Linked DNA regions of Sus scrofa: region 1 is linked to region 2. The links are chromatin contacts, called in public Hi-C maps. All regions are on one chromosome and are shown on one strand. The core of a region is the stretch at or near the end of the contact, and the rest is flanking DNA. Distances in the headings are between cores, read along the strand shown.

Region 1 (4,168 bases), core at 724-3,223, 150 kb before region 2:
AGCATGACTGGGGCCAATGTGGAGCTGTCCCTGTGATCCAATTTTCAGAGCTCACAGAAACCTTCACTCCCTGGCAAATAGGATCAGCAAGAGACAGGACAGAGAGGGCCAAAAGGATAGGTATGTGTGTATGCTGGAATAGGCTGGCATAAAAATGGCAAGATTGAATGATTTTGTGATCATGGCCAGCCTGTTTAACCAGTATAATGTTTAAAGCTCCAAGTATTGCACCTCAGGTATGTTGGATGATTAGGAATCTGCTTTATTTTCTTTAATGGGAGATATTAAGCAGGGAGTAAGTCAAAAGCAAGTTCTAATCAATGAGGAATACCAGTACCAGCACTGGTGAAGTCATTTTAAGATAATAGTAGTGTTTCCCTTTTAGCTTCAAGTTCATATTCACAATACAGAGTTGGAACAGAAGTACTTGTCCAAATGTATTTCCTTTGTGGTACAAACTGTATTTATGTTTAGTACAGGTAGTCCTTAAAGTGACAAATATACAACTTAGGGAAGTGACTTCTAAGTGTGCCATTCACTTGCTATAGAAGAGCATGTATGAATGGCTGCACAGATGTGTATGAGCAGATAGGTCTACCTTGGCCCATGGCACAACAAGTATGGAGCTTGGTTGAATGGCTTTAGGCAAGGTGCGATCTTTTCTTGGGCTTCCATTTGTCTATTTATAAAATGAGAGACTGGACAAAACGATTTCTGAAGTCCATTCCAACTTTAACATTATATGATTTTTTTCCCCATTATATGATTTTTTCTCCATTATATGATTTTTTTACTTGGGGATAACAAGATTGAGGCTGTAGGATAGGAAGTTGGTTTGAGCAAAATGAAGATGGCAGAGGGCTCTCTGCTTCCTGGGAAAATAGTTTCCTGGTGAACGCTAGATTACTCGGTAAGAAAAATAAGCACCAATTCTGCAGCTAGGTGGATCAACTTCAGGATTTTCCCTAGCTCTGCTGACTCTAGGTTCTTTATATCTCAAGGCTGGGACTGTTGGTACTAGAACCCTGCAGCAGAGGAGTTGGACAAGAAGTATTCATAGGAATTGCAAGTACTCCCCCTCCTCCCTTCTAAAATGAGAGTCCCAAGGGACTTTGCTTCTCCTTATCACTCTTACATGGGACCCTCAGGGCACATTGTAGTGGGGAACATGCAGATGCACTTCTTTTCCCCTTCGCCCAAGAGAAAAGTATACTGTGATATATTCTTATACTCTTTCAACTTGCCACATTCTGTGCCCATTTTCTTCTTGTTCTTTGGATATTTGTCTATCCCAGACATGGACAGAGGAGGCTTTTTTAGTCTTAATTGTGTCCTTTCCTCAGTTTGGCAGCTTATGCCAATCAGGACCTTGTAGGGCTTCTGGAAATTTAAATGCAGCACTTCATTGAAAGCACTAGATCTTGTACAAGATGCTAAATGTGTAACATTTAGTTATTTTCAGTGGACTTCAAACCTTGTACAGATCAGGATTGTGTATCCTTTGCATCCTCTTTGTTTGTCACTTTGTGGAGTTTGATCAATGATAGTTGAAGAAAGAAATCAGTTCAAGACTTGCGTCTGTAACCCTTACAAGCTACTTGACCATCTGGATTCTTAGGGAGGCTCAGGGAAAAAGCATTGGTGTTTGTTCTTGGTAAGGAGGACATTCACTTAAAACTTCTGGCACTTTTTGTAGACAACATATTCATGTCATGCTTGGATCTGATGATGGTGATTCTCCCTCATGAGAGAATCCCAGATAGAAAATTGTGTCCAGCTGTTGGCCTAATCTTGTTAAAGATATGCTTAGCTTCAGACTTTGTTCTCTTTCTGGGACATTTGGGCTTACACTTCACTTTCGTTTGTTTTTGCAGTCCAGTTTTCAGATATATGCAGGTCAGGTCAATGGACTGACTTAGCCTGTCCTCTTGCCACACCCCCTTGGGGGCCTGTGCCATTGGTTAGCACTTCTCTCTGAAGGAGCCAGGCACACCATCCGTCTGGATATGGCTGTGGAAATCGGGACAACCATCTTGCCCCAGGGGTGAGTGACATCAACACTGGCACCATTCTAGATGATGAAACTGAGGGACTATTTAATAAAGTGGCTAGTCCAACCAGAAGAAGAGTGAAAAAATAAAATAGTTATTATTCTAGAGGGAGAAGTGAGAGCTGAACCTGAGTGATGTCAGGTATTTTGCCCATTGTCCTTGAATGATTTTATCCAATCATCCATCATAACTTTTTAGTTTTATGGATTAAAAGTAATTCTTATCTGTTTGAATGAAAAAAATTGAAGTGTAAAATTCATTTTTTTTCCTCAGTTAATAGCAGCACTGGATCTAGAATCTAGAATGCTTGACTAAAAGTCTTTTTCTACTGCACCACGCAATCTCAAGATACCTACTCAGTCCTTACTGTTGGTTTTATGGCTGCCCACTGCTGAAAAACTTTATACTACTTATGGGAAAAAGTCCAGCTACTTTTAAAATCATTTTACCAAAGCAACATTCCAGTTCCCTGCTTTTGGTACATATATTAGGCAAATAAAAATGTAAAATTTTGGGGAGTTCCTCTTGTGGCACAGCAGGTTATGAATCCGACTGGTATCCATGAGGATGTAGGCTTGATCCCTGTCCTTGCTCAGTGGGTTAAGGATCCGGAATTGCCATGAGCTGTGGTGTAGGCTGCAGACATGGCTCAGATTCTACATTACTATGGCTGTGGTGTAGGCTGGCAGCTGCAGCTCTGATTGCACCCCTAGGCTGGGAACTTCTATGTGCCAAAGGTGCGGCCACCCCCCCACCCCAAAAAGAAAAACTTCCATTGCATGTTTGAAAACCATCCCAGATGATTTCAAAGGCAAGTTATCATTCCACTTTTTACAAGTTTTTATGCTTATTTCTATGAGAAACATTATATGTGCAAATTGAAAGAATATTTGGATAAGTGAAAAAATAATTATTTATCATCTGATTCCAATCTAACATTATTTCTGGCATTTGGGTTATTTCTTTTCAGTGTATTTTCTCTGTATCCATTTCCATTCATGTAGTTATATTATTGGTAGTCCTCTCCACTTATTAAAGTAGAGGGATTTCTCTTTGTTATAATTCTTTGTAGCCATTCACACTTTATAATGGTTCATTAATTGAGTGATCATTCCACAACTTAATCATTCCATATTTTTGAAATTTAGATTGTTTCCTTTTTTATGCTATTTTCATGTACCACTGCTGTGAACCTTTTCAAGCATAAATATTTTTATTATTTAAAGTTATTTCTTTAGATTAGATCAAAAGGATATATTCATTCAAAAGGCTATTGATATATGCCATTGAATTATTTTTTAAAATGATTTTACCATTTTATACTGCTTACATGGTATTTATGTGCTATATTTCACCAATTTTATGAAATATTAATTTTTTGCTCTTTGATAGGTAAAAAATGGTAATGTTTTAATTTGCATTTTTGATTTGCTTTTAATTGTCTTTCCTTTATCACTGGAGTCTTAAGTTCAATTAAATTAAAAAAGATTTAAAAACAGGTAATTTAAAAACACTTAAAAATTTGTAACTCATGAATATGATGAAATAAGCGGATGGAAACATAGGAAACTGGCTTATTATATTGGTCAAGTTAGGACTCATGGACAATTGATAGCTCTAAGTGAAATGAAAAGGTTTTGAGGAGAGGAGGATTAAAATGGGGCTGCTGGAATCTGAAATCACTCAATACATGTTCAGAAATTTCTAGAACACTCAGGCTGGACGGCAGGTGTTTAAGGCAGCTTTACCCTCCAGTGTGTCCATTTGGGAAATTTTTCTCTTGTAGGAACAATTTGTTTATTTCAAAGAAAACAAATGATTGTTTTTTGAGAAAATGCATTTGTGAATAAATGCGACCTGGGTATCCAGTGTCCAGATCAATGCAATATTTTACTTATAAGATGCCATAGTCATCTTTCCATCTAATTACTATCATGAGATAAATGATTCCTTTCACTGAAAACTCCAAAGGCAGTGAAGAACTGTGAGATCTGGAGGTGTGATTTGTAGATCCCGTCTGAGATGTCTTAAAAGTAATTATTGCTAAGCATAGCCATGTGCTCTGCTTTTAAGACACACTGGCTGTTGTTCCAATGATTTCTATTGTTGCTGCTTAT
Region 2 (4,088 bases), core at 1,474-3,973:
TTTTGTTCTATGAAGTTGTATGGAATTGCACAACAAAGTAACCTCTTATAAATCAATCCTCCAATTTTTTCCCCATACATATATTGCAATGAATTTTGATACAATTGGACTCTCTTTCCAAACAGTAAGTGAGTGCCATCTTTGAGCTGCAGGTCTATAGAAGGAAGACCTAGGGAAAATTAGTTTATATTCCTGATCCGGTCTTCAGTATCCATCACACATACCTTTTGGGCTGTTAGTAATCACAAAAAAGATACAACTTGGAATGGATTTACATGGAGATCCTGCTGAGTAGCATCAAGAACTATGTCTAGATATTTATATTGCAACAGAACAAAGGGTGGGAAAAAAATGTATACATGTAAGAGTAACTTAGTCCTCATGCTGTACAGCTGAGGCGGCGGTGTGGGGGGGGAGAAATTCTAGCCATTTGACCCTAAATTTACCTTTACATGAATCCAGTGTAGGGACTACATCTGAGGGCAATGACAGAAAGGAAGCCCACAGACCATTGATTCCTGACAATTCTGCTCTGCAGATTCCTAGAGGCACCTTTTTTTGGTAAAGTCACTCACTATCAAAGATTTATCCAAAATTTTTAAACAGAAAGAATAAAAAAAGCAGCCTGTTAGATGTTTGTTTGTGTTCTGATAAGTAATCAGTTTTGAAAGAAACTATGAAAAAGTTGGGAAGTAAGTAAGTGCTAAATTAAAAAGATAATTTATTAAAGTTTGTTGAATTGTCTAAAACATCTTTTAGATAGGCACTTTATGGACAGCTTTAGTTAAGCTGGCTTTTAAAAAATTATAGGTATTAATTTTTCCTGTCTGTTGTAATTTGATAGCATTTATCATAATTCATGTACAATGATTGTATGAGACTATAACAAAAGTATTTTAAGGATCTGTCCATTTTCTATTCTTTATGTTGGAAACTACTTTGTATTTTATAATCTTCATTATTTTAACTTATATGAATTTGCAATCTTTCATATATTCAAGTAGGAAACTGCTTCTAAGCCTCTTTATTTTGTGCTATAGGAAAAAGTAAAATGCATTCTGGTGTCCACCCCCCGACCCACAGTCTGAGTCACTTTGTGGGCCTCATATCTCTTAAACCACCTGCTAATCATAACAATTGCAAATTTGAGCCCTTTTTAGTCACTTGTGGTGACACTGACAATGCCATCTAGTTTGCAATGGCCATGTGGTCAGTCCCCCACCCATCCTAGCCGGCTGCTGCTGCTGCTATGCTTTTAGCGGAGGTCTCCATTGTTCTCCCGGCCTATGCTGACCATAAGCAATTCCTTCTTCCCTAATCTCAGGGGATCTGCTTCTTTCACAATGGGGGCAGGGTTGTTTGCTTTGTGTGCAAGATAATCTTCTCTAGAATTGTTCACATATGCAAACATACATGTAACAAAACCTGACTCTCTGGATGTGAAAGGATATAATGTATTTGTATATGAGTACATACATGTACACACACATACATTTTAATATTAGCCATAATGATCACTTATTAATCCTGCCTAGCTACTTTGAAGTCACTCAATAATATCTGTTAATTTCAATTATTTGGGCTGCCTTTTGCCTTGTTTTTAACTTGTGACTTTTTTCTTCTTACACATGGTAATAGGAATCCTAAGCATTTCTAAGTTCTTCACTTAAACTTCTCGAAACCTGTGCATACTCTGCCCATGCCTCAGGAGAACATTTTGGGAATGAATTGGAGAAAGAGGTAGATGCAGATCCCTGGCTGGGATGAATGATTAGGAATTGAGGAATTGATCTTTTAAACTCAGCAGGCTGGAGCTCTACTTGAGAGCATCCTTTGGCCGAATAGCAGATAAAATTTACTGGATTTCCATGTCTGAACCTTTGCAATCGCACTGTGTACTCCACTTTGATGGATTTAAAGCTGGTCATTATGTTACAGGGCAAGTAGTAGCAGGAATAAAAGCAGGTCGTTTCAGCTAGCCATTTTAATCAGGAGACGACTTTACTCTGTTATCATTAAAGCTTGCCATATGCCATAAAAATGGATAGAAACATACTTTGACTTTTAGGGCAGATTAGGAAAAAAAATTAAAGGGAGAGGCAGAAAGGAAATAATCCAATTAATAAATATATTTTAAATATTTCACTGCCTCAGTAAGCAAGGCAGGTTTTTTAAACCCTCTTTGAGATTGGAATTGTGTCTTTACTGTTCCTTAACACGTCGGAGTAAATTAAAAAGGGGAAAAACCCCTGCTGTGTCTTTTTGGTTGTTACTTTGGGCTGTTATGATGCTCCTGGGCTGCGGAGCACATCGAGAGCGCCCCCTAGGCGTCAGCACAGGACACGGCAGGAGGAAGTGGCTGCTCAAATACCAGCTGCATGTATTCCTGTCCAAATATGAACACAAAGCTGGGGCAGCAGCCCACAAAGTGACCGCTCTCTGTGCCTGCTGTCTGAGGGTGAACTCGCACTTGCCACAGCAGTTTCAGATCGAGCAGCTTAGGGTGACTTTCTTTGTGTACGTAGGACAAAACTGCTGTGGAGAATGATGTTGAAATTAAAATGAAGCATGCTCACTTTTCAGTGGTGTGAGTTGGCTGTAGTGAGGCCATGGTCTGTTGTTTATCCTGTGCCTACTTGTGCTCTGGGATTTTGCTGGCCCTGGCTTTGTCTGTGTGGGAAGGCCCCACTCTGGACTTCTTCCTGCTGGGCAAAGTTGTCTGCCCTGCCAAAGTATGAATGCCTCTTTAAACTTGTGGTTTAAGATCAAAGGACGCTGCCTAGGAGTGAGAGAAAGGTCATTGGACTTAGAAACCAAAGGTTCCAGTGTTATTTCTCACTTTGCTGCCTGTGAGCTTTGTGATTCTGGGCAACTCACTTCACTTCTCTGAGCTTCAGGTTTTTTCCTCTATAAAAGGAAGAGATTTGATGAGACATTCTCTGTTAGGTTCAGTTATAAAGTCTGTTTTTGACCTCAATATTGAATATTTTTACTTTAAACTTTGCTAACCAAGTCAATATAACACTTTACAGAATTCTTGAAAGATGCAAATTGGTCAGAAGAACAGAATGTGTTTGTTTTGGGGGTCAGGTCTAGATCTACTGGCTGCATCCAGCGAAATGTCAATTTGAGTAACTCTGTGGCATCTTTATAAGCAGCATGAATTCCATTTGATGTTAGTCACTCTTCAAAGGCAGGTTAGTTTTCCAAACTGAGCAACTTGCTCCCCATTCTGGCCATTGCTTTCTGCCCACATTGATCAGCAGCCACATTGATCCCAATGGTGGTGCACTCATCTTCTCTTTCATCCCCATTGGCTGGTTGCCTGATCACTGATGGACAATTAGTCCTCCATCATGGTCAGCTTCTCTAGGTTGGCAACCCCTGAGTCATTTTTCTTTGAGGCCAGCTCATCTGTAGGTTCTGATTTATAAAGCTGTCTCAGAAAGACTTGGTTTTGTTTGTCAAAGCTCCTCTGATGCAAGCTATTGAAGGAGAGGGGCCTGTATACCTTGCCACATGGGAGTAATAGAGAACTCACCCAGGGGTTGTACGTAGTGGGGCTGAGGATGCAGGCCACTGTAAGAGCAGAGATGGGGGAATGCCCAATGCCTCAATAATATGACCAGTTTGGACTTTTGGAAAACAACCACTCACCTATTTAAGGGTGATAATTTGTCTTTCTAGTGATAATAATGGTAATAGTTATTCATTTATTATTAATAATAATAAAAGTCAATCTCCCTTTCTCAATTTTTTCCTTGGTCTCTTATGCCTCTGTAGTTGTGCCCAAACTTATCCTTTTCCCTGAAAACCTTACCTTCTCTGAACTTGTCTGGCTGACAAGGTCTTAGATCAAAATCTTTTCTTCTTCTTTTTTTTTTCTTCATATTTGACCATCTCTCGTGGACCATTTGCAATTTATGCCACAGAGGCAATGCCAAATCCTTAACCCACTGTGCTGAGTCGGGGATGGATCCTGCATCACAGCGCTACAGAGACACCACTGATACTGTTACGGCACAGCAGGAACTCCTAAAAGCTGTTCTAAACAGGTAATCTGAACACTCCCAGCACCCTCTGACATT

Evidence for each region. Hi-C and Micro-C count contacts between places; a contact is called where the count stands out from the background.
Region 1: a contact with region 2 is called in a Hi-C map of liver, with 4 times the contacts expected there. The contact joins two enhancer-like sites. A contact is called at or near these places in 3 of 47 Hi-C or Micro-C datasets (epiblast stem cells and liver).

Annotation. Positions count from the first base shown.
Region 1 is chr1:118,691,041-118,695,208 of Sscrofa11.1, reverse strand. No RefSeq gene overlaps it. Among named protein-coding and RNA genes, the nearest start is that of ONECUT1, 220 kb to the left of the region's middle. Within about 2 kb of position 1,973, at least 2 of the 83 cell types and tissues checked have an H3K27ac peak or open chromatin away from gene starts, as enhancers often do. A contact at or near this core is called in liver, where this site is marked.
Region 2 is chr1:118,540,321-118,544,408 of Sscrofa11.1, reverse strand. No RefSeq gene overlaps it. Among named protein-coding and RNA genes, the nearest start is that of ONECUT1, 370 kb to the left of the region's middle. Within about 2 kb of position 2,723, at least 4 of the 83 cell types and tissues checked have an H3K27ac peak or open chromatin away from gene starts, as enhancers often do. A contact at or near this core is called in liver, where this site is marked.